Regions from separate parts of the Zea mays genome. Here regions 1 and 2 are each linked to region 3. Evidence: chromatin contacts called from public Hi-C data. All regions are on one chromosome and are shown on one strand. The core of a region is the stretch at or near the end of the contact, and the rest is flanking DNA. Distances in the headings are between cores, read along the strand shown.

What was found. Hi-C and Micro-C count contacts between places; a contact is called where the count stands out from the background.
Region 1: a contact with region 3 is called in a Hi-C map of leaf, with 6 times the contacts expected there. The contact joins the promoter of LOC100382052 here to the promoter of LOC103653050 in region 3. A contact is called at or near these places in 4 of 25 Hi-C or Micro-C datasets (ear, leaf and tassel).
Region 2: a Hi-C map of ear shows a contact between it and region 3, with 2.3 times the contacts expected there. The contact joins the promoter of LOC541692 here to the promoter of LOC103653050 in region 3. A contact is called at or near these places in 2 of 25 Hi-C or Micro-C datasets (ear and tassel).

What each region holds. Positions count from the first base shown.
Region 1 is chr4:32,130,735-32,134,876 of Zm-B73-REFERENCE-NAM-5.0, forward strand. LOC100382052 (Somatic embryogenesis receptor kinase 2) reads right to left here and starts at 2,549. Exons shown (of 11, transcript NM_001174817.1): 1 at 2,149-2,549; 2 at 615-747; 3 at 457-528.
Region 2 is chr4:32,765,780-32,770,175 of Zm-B73-REFERENCE-NAM-5.0, forward strand. It overlaps LOC541692 (sigma factor of plastid RNA polymerase), which reads right to left and starts at 1,872. Exons shown (of 10, transcript XM_008680032.2): 1 at 1,298-1,872; 2 at 463-1,153; 3 at 25-223. The coding sequence starts at 1,139. It also overlaps a transcript of LOC100282699 not described here.
Region 3 is chr4:32,407,608-32,411,632 of Zm-B73-REFERENCE-NAM-5.0, forward strand. It overlaps LOC103653050, which reads right to left and starts at 2,606. Exons shown (of 3, transcript XM_008680025.3): 1 at 2,294-2,606; 2 at 2,128-2,198; 3 at 1,268-1,974. The coding sequence starts at 2,363. The coding sequence ends at 1,681.

The DNA of each region.
Region 1 (4,142 bases), core at 1,299-3,798, 280 kb before region 3:
AAAAAATTAATATATGAAGACAGTAACTAATTTAAAAATATAGCAAAAACTAAGTAACCGAGTTATGGCATGCCACAGTAAATGGTTGAGGTCATAGTGATTAATGAAGGCGGTGAATGTTATTGGTCATAGTGATTAATGAAGGCGGTGAATGTTATTGTTATGACATCACAGTTAATAGTGCCAACAGCATTGTCATTTTATATAAGATAGGCTCGTCATTTAAAGACAGAATATACCAGTCACTTATTTTGACATCACCAGAACAACATACAATCTTTAGACATTGCAGCAGCATAACCTTATTTTCATATATGTGATAAGTATTATGAACAGGATATTTCTTATATGAGCAGTCATGCCTGAAATGTTTTCACCTAGAAAGATAATAGAATCTTCTAACACATGCAAAAATCAGTATGGGATTAGAAAACACAGCAAAGAAAGAGAACTTACAGGTACTGCAAGTTTTAGAGCTGTCCAAGTTGCGGAACCAAAGTTCCTGATAGTGCAGCATTTCCAAGATCACTGTGAATAAAGTAAAACTTTCACTAGGAAATATAGAATAGGTGCAACTCACTGATGAAATATAGTGGAGGAAAAGGTGAACCTACACTCTGATGACACTGTTGTCATTATTGCAGGTAACATGAAACCAAGTGCAGGGGTTGACCAGAGTGGGATCCCAACTTTGTAGAACATTATTAGGATCATTTAAGTTGGTACGTAAGCTATGCAAGGCATCACCTGTCAACAGCAGAATGGAAAATGCAGTCTTCTTTTGTTAGAAATGTCACCCAAACAAGCAAAGGGATACATCAATCAGTAAAGCTGTAGAGTTGTGGCAAGTGGTAACCAATATCCCTTTTAGGACTTAGGTAGCCATAAATAAATAAAAATCAACATCATCAAATACAAATGAAAACGATAATATCAACATCCATTCCATTAGTACTTGTAGCTAATGGGCTAATGGCATCAAGTAAGACAAAGCTTCAGCCCTAAAACTCAGAATTTGAACAATTCCCCTCTCATTAGTACAGGCATCAAAGCAAAAACACAGCAAGACAACTGTCCATTCTATGACAAAACACTTCGCTCCAAATAAACGAAATATAGCCCATAGGCCACATGACCATCGGTGCAAGACCAAAGTAGCACAAAATAACCAATACTCAAGCAAGCGCTGTCAGCGTGAACCTAACAGCAAGCACCCGAAACAAGCAAACAACAGAAGCAAGCCATGCAAAGTCCTGACTCCTAACCAGCCCGAGCACCAGCAACCGAAAACCGGCCATAAATCGCCGCTCACCCTCAAACAAGCAAATTATAGGACTAGGAAGATGGAAAATCACTCTGAGTAGCAGAACCAAATATAGACACCAAGGCCCCCTGAGAAATGTCCAGCCACCAACTAGAAACAGAACAGAAGTATATCCAGAAACAACGAAACCACGTCAGGAGACGTCCAAATCAAGCCTAACGACCGGTAAGGCGACTGCACTACCGTTGCCCGAGCAAACCAGCACGCAGGAAACATTAGGCAGAATGTAGCGAAGCGATTTAATGCAACAGTAGTACTAAGCCACAGAAGGCCTTCAGGACGCACAGGGGCGCGCAGCAGGAACACCAGAACGAGGGAGCATGGACACTCGGAGGGAAATGAATTCAGAGGAGATATGGATCCAATTAATGATGCTAGCAGCACTAATAACTCTCTAAGTTTTGGTCTCGAAGAGCAAAAATAGATACAAATTTGCAGCAAAAGGAAGGGCGGATTTGTTCGGCTCGGCCAGTTGCCAGGCACCTGAATCCGCCGCAGAGTAAAAGTGGATTCGAATTTGTTTGGTCAAACGCAGAAACGGCTCCTCTACTCCCGGGCAGCGAGGGCCAGAAACGGCGCCCAGCCAAACCCCCAGGAAACGGCACTTGGCGCTCGCCTCATGCACTGCTCCAGTAGCATAGGCGTAAAGCGGTAAGCCCAACCCCCGTTTGAATTAGGTGCACCGGAAGCAGGCAGAGCTCCCGGAAGCCCCCCGCGTCAGACGGAGCAAGTCGGGGGGCACAAGGCAAGCAAGCGAAGCGGGGAGAGAGAGAGAGAGAGAGAGAGAGAGAGAGAGAGAGAGAGAGAGAGAAGGACGGGCTCACCGCGCACCTTCGGTGTTGGCGAGCACGAGCGCGGCGGGGTGGAGCAGCAGCAGTAGCGCCCACACCGCCCACCGGCGCCGCGGCTCTGCCTCCGCCATTGCCGCGCGACCCCACCACCTCCGCTAGATCCCTCCTCGCGCCGCCATTCCCGCCGGATCGGCCGGATCAGGCTGTCTGCAGCGCTGTACCGGCAGGTCGGGCGATCCGGCGAGTACTCGAGCGGGCGCTGCAGGCTCCGCTTCAGCACCCACCGCCACGTCGCCCTCCGCCTCCCTCCTCTTTCTCGATCTCTCCGAATCGACCCCCTTCTCTCTCCCACTCTGCGCTCGCTTTTCGACGGACGGACTCAGCCTTTATCGCCTGGGCTCATTTTCGTTGCGGTTGGGTAGAATGGCGATACGAGACACGGGTGGTGGGGTGGGATGGAATCGAACGGGATGTGTTGGGCATAAATAGGGCTATAGGTGTACATTTATGCTGTGCCTAATAGGTCGGCTCAAAGCACACAATTTTTGGCACGGCTCATATCTGGCACGGCCCAACCTAATTGTGGGCCTAGGCCGGCACGGCCCACATTGTGGGCCGTGCCTGGGCCTCAAGTCAAGCCCACGGGCCGGCCTGGCACGACCCATTTAACTAAGGCCCACCGAGGCCCACTAAATATAGACTCAGTATTTAACTAAGGTCTATCAAATCCCACATGACTAGCATAACTTGGAGAATCTAGAGCTTCAATAAGCCATCGAGAACCAATACCAATATATAGATAGTGAATAGTGATGATGATCATTGTATATGTATTCTGTATGGATGTATAGTACTCAATTAAACACTAAACAGAGAACTGGATATTATTTGTGAGCTAATTGTATTTTTTTTCTTTCTGACCAAAGGTTTATAATGTGCATCCACAAAACATCTTAGTTTTATTTTGGTCATATATATATTTTATACTTTTTGTTGATGTATTACTGTTGTATGTATATGGACCGGTCTGGCACATTAAGACATTTTGGGCTATTTGGGCCGGCCTGGCACACATAACTAATTGTGGGCCGTGTCGTGGGCCGATGACTGGGCACACGTGCTGGCACGGCACGGCCCATAATTAGATATGTGCTTTTGTGGGCCGTGCCTTTGTGGGCCGTGCTTTCGTGGGCTTGTGCCGTGCCGGGCCAGGCCGGCCCACATGTACATGTATAAATAGGGCTGGGCAAAAAAACCCGTAACCCGAAACCCGAACCCGGAATACCCGAATCCGAACCCGAAATATCCGAAACCCGAATTTTGTCCGGGAATTTCGGGTAGCAACTTGCAAAACCCGAATTTATTTCGGGTAATTCGGGTATCACAATCGGGTACCCAAAATACCCAAATTACCCGAACTTTCATGTGTCATGCTTAATTATTAATTTATACATCTATAATTATGTGTAAGTGTGCATAACTTGTGATTATAGATAGCTTATGTTTTATATGTCCATGTATATCATTATTCAAACTATGTTTTTATGCTAATTTAATAGGGTATATGTTTTTCTATGAAGCCAACATAATAATTCGGGTAGTTCGGGAATACTCGAACCCGAACCCAAAATTCCGGGTACCCGAATTTTCGGGTATTGCAAAATCCGTTGTAATTTCGGGTATCAATTCTCAAAACCCGAAATTTTAAAAACCCGAATTACCCGACCCGAAAATTTCGGGTAACCCGAACGCCCACCCCTAGGCACAAAAAGAGCGAGCGGACGGTCTCGTTCTGGAGCCGGACGGTCCGCGGTCCAGACAGTTCGCGCCTGTGTGTCGGATGGTCCGCACGCGCACAGAATAGATTAGGATTCCGAGTTTCTTGCCTGTGTTTGTTAACGAAATTCGCGTGATTCGCAAGATCCAGGTGCCGCCGGTGATCTTCCGCCGCCCCTGCGCATGCGTGGGCCGTCCGACCGTTAGGCACGGAACCCTAGCCTCGCACCAGGCCGCGGACCGTCTGGCCC
Region 2 (4,396 bases), core at 622-3,121, 360 kb after region 3:
GGTCGACACATCTCATGCCATCACCTGAATAAGGTCTGCCAAGTCGACACCGAGGTTATCATACTTGTGGGCAATGGATATGACCAGACGGATGTTGCTCATTGTCAGCATCTCCCTCGCGAGAAACGACTCGCGCATCCTTGCGCGCAGTTCAGGAGCTGATATCCGCAGTGACTGTGCCAGCTGCTTGTATGATGGCTCGTTCCCCAGTTTCTCCTTCAGCCTGAACTCAAAATTGGGGGCAGCGGGGAATCAGAATCAGATAGGGAATGTAATTTCATTAGGCGCCCACAATCTTCAGCGTGCAATTTTGATCACAGTTATACTACATGGACTTTTGTTTAATACATTTCAGCCTATAGAGCATTTTGAATGGTTTTGGGAGATACGATGTCAGCTTTCAAATGCTAATTATCTGAAGTTGTGCAATTGATGGGCATGCATCTTGGATTGAAACGTTACTTTGATCTTTGGTGCTGAAGCCAGATGCCGTCCTTGATCTTCCTGGAGAGCTGGATGACCTGCTTGTGCGTGAGGAGGTCCTTGCTGACGGTGCCCCTGAGGTAGATGCGGTTCCGGCTCTGCATCAGCTCCGGGCTGATGGCAACGCTCTTCCGACCAGCTCCCCGCCGCCGGCCGCTCATCCGCCGCTGCCGCGCCGAGACGCCCGACCGCGCCGCCACCACCGTGGCCTTGCTAACCCTGTCGTCCTGCTCGTCGTCAGTGGAAATGATGTCGTCCTCGAAGGGGAGCTCCCACTGCTTCTCGAGCATGGAGCGCTGCAGCAGCACGATGGCCTCGAGCGAGGACTCGAACTCCGAGTCTAGGTCCGGAGTCGGGTCCGCCGGTAGAGGAGGCGGCGGTGGCGTGGCGAGCGCGGGCGCGGAGTGGTTCCTGAGCGCCCGGATGGCGCGCGCGCGCGCGTGGCCGGCGGCGGAAGAGCCGCGCCCGACGTTGGGCGGAGAGGAGGAGGAAGAGGAGGCGGGGGCGCGGTGCGCGACGACGGTGAGCTTCGGTGCGGCGGCCGCGAACTGCAGCGACGAGTGCGCGTCCGGGGACGCGAGGTCGGGGGAGCCGAACGAGGTGGCGAGGAGGCGGTGCCCAGCGCTCAGCCCGATCACTGCCGGCGTCGCGGTCATGGCGTCCGCTTCACCTGCGCACGCCGCGGCGGCCGTACGGTACGTGAGTAAGTATATGTATATTCTGTATACACACACCTATCGAGAGAGAGAAACAACCGGCGCAGGCGAATAGGCGATGCGACTGCGAGCAAGCAAACGCCGGAGTTGTACCGTACCTGCGCGACCGAGGCGGCGGATGCAGCAAGGCGAATGATGAGGTACAGTAGAGTCGGCGGTACAGGGCTAGGACAGCAGGCAGCAGAAGTGCACGCAGTAGGAGACCGGCGGCGAGGAACTGAACTGATCCTACTAGCCCTCAGCAGAGGAAACAAAGAAGACAAGTGGAGGCAGGGAAGCTATGCCCACCACACGCCGAGAGAGAGGGACTGACGAGGAAAGAGAGATAGAGAGGCGTTTTCTGGTCCGCTAGTGTTTTACTACGAGCAAGAGGAGACTCACGGAGGTGTGTTACCGCGCGCGCGCGGCATGGAGGTGCGGGTGAGCGTTCGGAGCCGGTGAAGGAGGAGAGGAGAGGATAGGGTGCGGGCAGCGAGGAGCGAGGGAGCGCGAGGCCATTGGTGGGCGGAAGATATTGTGGCTGCCCCTCGTCGCTTTCCGCTCGGCTCGTCGTTGCCTGCTGCGGTCGTGCCTCCGCCACGAGATCGGCCAGGGCGGCAATAGAAAGATCACGCTGCCTCCTCCACGCGGCACGCCGACCACACGACGCCCATCGGGCTCGTCGCTCTGGAGCCTGGTGGGCATCGTCTTCCCCCTCGTGTGCCTTTTTAGTTTCGTGGGCTGATGGGTCGCCTATGGCCCACCAGCGGTGCCCGGCCTGCGCGCTCTTAAGGCTGGTGCTAGTGCAGGCGGCAGCGCGGGTGAGAAGAGGCCGCTGCCGCCCGCGCGCGGGCGATAGGCGGGCGAGAGGCCGGCGCCGGACGATGGCGCTGGCGCCCGGCGAGAGCGGGCGATATCGCCTCGCTCTCGCCCGCGCTGGAGCGCTCGCCCGGGCGAGAGGCGGGCGAGAGGGAGGCGAGGCACTGGCGGGGCGAGAGCGCGGGCGAGAGCGACGTGGCGCGATCTGATTGGTCCACGTGTCGCGATCTGATTGGTCCACGTGTGCTAGCCGTTGCAACTAGCCGTTTTTGACCGTTTGGAGTCCAAAAAATTCGAAAAAAATTACAAAAAATCACAAATTTCATCCCCAATCTCTCTATATATACCCCTACCCGGGTGGAGCTCATTCCACACACCATTCCATCTTATTTTTCTCTTCTAAACTCCCCTTTCTTCACACAATGTCGGGTTGGTCCCCAGATTTGAACACCTTCACGGATCTCTTGCAGTCCGATGGGTCACCTACAACCCTTCCGTTAGATGAGTCTTCTTCACTACATCGTCGCTCCGATGTTTCAGCCTCACTCCTCCGTGCACTATTTCCGTCTGCTAGATGACGAAGAAGAGGAACCGGAAGCGGAACGTGAAGAGGAGAAAGATGAGGATGAGATCGAGGAGTCCGATTAGAGTTATGTAATTTTATTTTAATTATCATGTCATTTTATTTTAATTATTATGTACTTTGTAATTTTTAATTCAATAAAAAATATTATGTTGTGTGTTTTCTGAGCGTTGAAATAAATCCGCGTGAATTACTTAATTCTGAAATAAAAAAGCTGACGTGGCTATAGCCTGAGGCTGTAGCCTGCTGCAGCCTGTGCACTGGAGCAGCAGGGGCGAGAGTGGAGGCGAGAGCTGACGTGGCAGGGGCGAGAGGGAGGCGGTGCACTGGACTCAACCTAATGCATTATCCCCTCCCTATTTTTGAAGAAACGGAAATTATCATCAGATTTCTCGTATTAACGGACAGGCAACCCAAAGAAGCGTGTTTTATAAGGGCTCGAAAAAGGTTGAACCCGTTTCCTTTTGCCTTTGGTGTCTTGTTGACAACCAAACTACCGACGCTAAGGGCATGTACACCCATATAAGATATTGTTCAGTTATTCCTATATTTTATGAATTGGAAGAGGTTGGAAAATTTGTGAAGGATTTTGATTTGTTGTGGATTAAAATCTATCTAATCCTCTACAATCTATATGGATTTGATGAAATCGAACAAGTCCAAAATGATCCGTATCTCAAGGGATATCAAGTGAGTAAGTGAAAAAACACGAAATATATCTTGATGAATGAACGTCTCTAGCATGGTTCTCTAGGTCTAGATACAGTTTCACTTATATAACCCACATAAAATGATTCGTATCTTGAGGGCTTCTTGCTAGCGCTAATCCGGGCGCTAATCGCTGCGATGAGAACCGACACCGGTGCTATCTACAGAGGAATGGACGGTCCGGGCCAGGGGCCGAAAGGTTCCTGCCTGACAAGCCGGACGGTCCACGCCTGGTGTCTGGAGGGTCCGCGCGTGCGCAGGGGCGACGAAGTTCGGCGATGGCGTCTGATCTCGCTCCCGAGATGGACCCCATCGGGGATGAGAGATCATATGGTGTCTTGGGATCGGTAGGCCACCCAAGACGCCTCTAATCGACGTACAGCTGGATAATGTGAAGATTTAAAGAGAAAACTAAGTTATTGTTTACTCCTACGACAAAATGTAAAGAACTAGATGTATATTGATTGATTGATCGATTTTTCGGGTCCCAATCGGTCCCAGCCTTCATTTATATAAAAGGGGAGGTTTGGCCCCGTTACACGTCGGTTTCCGAGTTAATCCCGCAGATTTAGCTAACAAATCCCGCAAATATAAACTCGGAACTTAACTAATTCTACGTGTGTGCCATCAGTGCGGATTGCCCGCCTGCCCAAAAGTGGGCTCAACACTTCTAATGAATCAAATATAAATTTTAGATACATTGAGTTGTATGAATATTTTTTAGATATATCTAATGCTTAGAGAATCATATATAATATAATATTTAGGCTGTACATGTGCTAATAAATGCTAGACCAATGCCTGAAAAGCCCAAATCCATGAGATTGGCTTATGTGAGAGAGACAATCCCTCGAAAACTGCTTTGGAAGCTCATGTGAGGACTGAGGTGTCAATTGACCGCCGACTCGTCCTGGACGTTCCTCGAGAAGTGGAGAGCAAGGATTTAAAAAACCGGCTGAAAGTTTACCGGTTTTCGAAAGTTTTTAAATTAAAAACCGTTCGATTTTGGTGAAAACCGTCGATTCACCGGTGGTAAACCGTTTTCGGTGACCGGTTTTTGGATTTCAAACGGTTTGGTATAGGAGAGGAATTGGATTTTTCAGCACTG
Region 3 (4,025 bases), core at 1,356-3,855:
GACAACAACACGAATTTATGGAGGCTTGCAATGCACATAACCAAGCGATGTATCAAGTGAGTACACATAATCCGAACTCTAAATTATTATATTTCAATACAACATCTTCAGTAGTAACACATATGTGTTTAACAGTTAATGCAGCAACAGGGCATGGCAACAAATTTTCCACCGCCACCACAATGGAGCCAATTTGCAAACACACCAGTTCCACCACCACAGTTCAACACCCCTCCGACACATATACCTGCACTTGGAGATAGGGTACGTTTGATAACTCTCGATTAATTTATACACTTGTATATTTTTTGATATTTGCATTTAACGTGTTGATATTTGCTAACTTGCATAGGTTACGCCTGAAGCGGGTGGTAGTGGGTCTGATCCAGCAGTAGGGACTGGATTTGTTGACTCGCTCTTCGCGTTCCCTCCTCCTGGTGGTGGTGGCGGCGGCGGTCAAAGCTCTAACCACCCAAGTGGTGGTTATCTCTAAACACTTGAACTTATGTTTGAAATGTCGTACTCGTTGGTGGATGTTATGTTTCAAAACTATGTCGTACTCGTTGGTGGATGTTTAGTTTTAATACTATGTCGTACTCGTTGGTGGATGTTTTAATTATAAATGCATGTGTTTATGTCTAAATGCATGTGTTTGTGAATGTCGTATCTCTAAATGCATGTGTTTGTAATGTGGTTGTTATCTGTGATTTATGTATGTGTGATATATGTTATGTGTGCAGAAATAGTGACCTAATTTAGTGCTGTTTTTGTAGCAGTATAGGGTAATTCTCGTCGGCCCAGTTAATTCCCGTCGGCTATGGTCGAACCGACTGGAATTAATTACTAATGCCCGTCGGCCCAGTTAATTCCCGTCGGCCACGTAGGGCCGACGGGAATTAATTAATAACTCCCGTCGGCCTGGGAAACCGACGGGAATTAATATGTGACGCCCGTCGGCCAGCAAAACCGACGGGAGTTAGCCTTAATTCACGTCGGCCACTAACTAGCCGACGGGAATTAATTATTCCTGTCAGCCGCCGACGGGGATAACCTTATCCCCGACAAGGGACGCCTGGCCGCTGACAATCGACGGGAATAAGCCCTAAACCGACGGGAATTACTTATTCTCGTCGGTTTAATGCTTATTCCCGTCGGTTCCTGGCCGACGGGAATTAACTGTTTTTCCTGTAGTTTTCCTGTAGTGACGGCCTAGATGTAGCTAGCTAGCGTGTGACCGATCTTCGCGTCAAACATATACTAATCAAGATTTGAGAGTGAGAAAAGTTATCTTGAAATAAGCCCAAAACTGCCAATGTCTACCAGCAACTTGAACTAGGGTCTAGCCAGTGGCGGACTCACCACCCAGGCACCACAGGCGGTGGCCTGGGCTGCTTTGCCTACGGCAATGGAGAGAAGCAAGCAAGTACCATACGCTTAATCCTACGGCAATGGAGAGAAGCAAGCAAGCACAGACATAAAGGATAGCAACTTAATCTTGCCTAGACTGTCCTCAAATCCTGGGTCCGCCACTGTATCTAGCTAGGTGCTACTAGGGGACTCCTCTGCTGCTAGTCGTCTCTCCAGCCACAAGCCCACAACAAGGACATCGCATCTCCGGACGCAAAGCATGCAAGCAGCATTTGTTCACCGGAGAAAAACTGCTGTTGTGCTCGATGCATGCTAGCATGGGCCGCAGGGAATTGCCCGGTGGTGGTTGGGTGAGTGACCGCTGGGCCCGGCGTAGTCTTGGTGGATAAACCTGGGCGCCGCCACCTCACGACGATGAGTCCTCCACATCGTCTTCTTGACCTCTCCTCCGCCGTCTTCCTCCTTCGCGGCAGCGGCACGTCCCGTGGTCGTCGCCAGGCGGCGATGCTCTGGCGGTGTGGTGCTGCCGCCTAAGCCGTTCCGGCGGCTGTCCAGTGTGCCCGCCGGCGGTCGTAGTTGCCACTTGAAGTCAGCTGGTATCTCCTGCTACAGCACAGATCGAATAGAGAATTACTACAGATCATCAGACGCGCGCGCGCACACGCAGTCACATGGGTGCGCATGACGAAGAAGAAGCTAATTAATGTAGACTGGAGAATTAACGGCTTAACGCTAGCTAGAAAGAACTGCGTCACTCACCTTCTGGCTATTGACCTTCGTGTTCATGGGCAAGTGTGCTGTGTGCAACTGCATGTCCTGCCTCCCAAGACCTGCAGACGATGAAAATGTAACATCTTCGTCATCATTCTATATATATACGTACAGAGACTGAGAGATAAAAATGAAGATCAAGTATCATCATCACCATAAGCTCTGGTAGCCAGGAGGAAGAGGAGGAGGAGAGAGCCAAACGCCATGGAGCTCCAGCTCCACATTGCAGTTGCAGGTGCTAACAACAGTGTGTGATACCTGATACGAAGCTGGCTAAAGGCTGCTCAAGAACTGATTTTGGGTGCATATATATGAACGAAGACACGAAGTGAACACATATTTCTGAAGGCATATACGTTATTATGCATGTCTTCTAGCTAGCGAGGACGTGATGAGTCTCTGATCGCAGATTCCTGTCCAGAATTAAGTTGGGTTACAAGCCTACAAAGAATGGGATCTTGATGTGAGTCTCAAGATAAGGCGCATGCATGCATGTCACCGCCTTTAAGGGAGGATGTTTTCCCGGCCGCGAAATATGGCCCTTGTTTTGCTCCGTCGTCACCTTGTCCATGTCCTCACGACCAGGCTCAGGTTCCGAGCCTACAGAGCTTTAAGAATGGAGAATTCATTTCAGGGAGCTTGTCTCTCTCCCACTCAAAATACATACTGCTGATGTTGGTTGCATGATCTTGATTGATGCTTATATGACATTTAAAATAAAAAACATCACATCCCTCGGATCCAATTGGGATGGCATCCATCTCATTGGGCTTCCTCGAGAAGGAAGAAAAAAAAACAAGGATTATTATTGGGCGCTCCAGGGGGGAAAAGCTGGGCTTTGTTTATCTGTCCGACTTTCAGAGCTATACGACCCAAATCCAATTGGAGCATTAATTCCTGTGAGTAGTTTGAACATCAATGAAAGCCCAACAAGCTGTGTTTAAAGATATTTGTGCAGTCATGTAAAGTACGTGTGTTCACGGGCGCCTTCGCGCGGAGCTAAGGCGTCCGTGCATTGCAACGGGAACATATAATAGCACGATAACTTAAGTACAAATATATGTTATACTATTATAAGAAAATACTTCATGATCCATTTATGATTCTAGCCATACATAAATTTTATTATTTTAATCTAGTTATTTCACCACTACATAGTACAGTGCCTATGCATTCAGTGGCGGGCCCAGGATTTAGAAGGCGGGTATTCAAAAAAATTAGGATAAAATTTTTTCTAGACCTAAAGCTTGTTTATATATGTAGTTAATTATATATAATCTATAATTAAGCACACACAATATAGTCATAACCGATCCAATAACTAGCCTACTAAACTCAAATTTCATACAACTATTTCAAAAAATTTAAATCGAAATGCACCAGAGGCTATTGCTCGGTTGTTGCCTAGATACTTATCATATTTGGCTCTTTCCAATCGCTAATGCCTCGCATTGTCGCTAATGTCCCACCACGACCTGACAACTCTTCCCTAGTACGACAATAGGGTTTGAAGATTTTTTGTCGTGAGATACTAAGATGGGCTATATCACTCCATTGGATCTCATAGGACACAATCACACAACAATTTATTGGGCTGGGTGGGTATGAGAAGTAGCAAGGAGATTAGAGATATTTTGGTCTAAGTTAATAGAAATTCCTCCACTCATTTGATTCATTTCTTATTTCCTATGTATATATACTATATATGTATATGTTGTTTTTGTCAAAATAATGGGTATTCAATTGAATACCATTGAATTGAATGAGGCCCACCCCTGTATGCGTTGCGACGGCACAATCATATTTGATAAGTGATTCTAACAATCCATTATCATAGCATGGCTTCTATGCATAATATTCACATAAAAGTAAATTCAATTACAAGC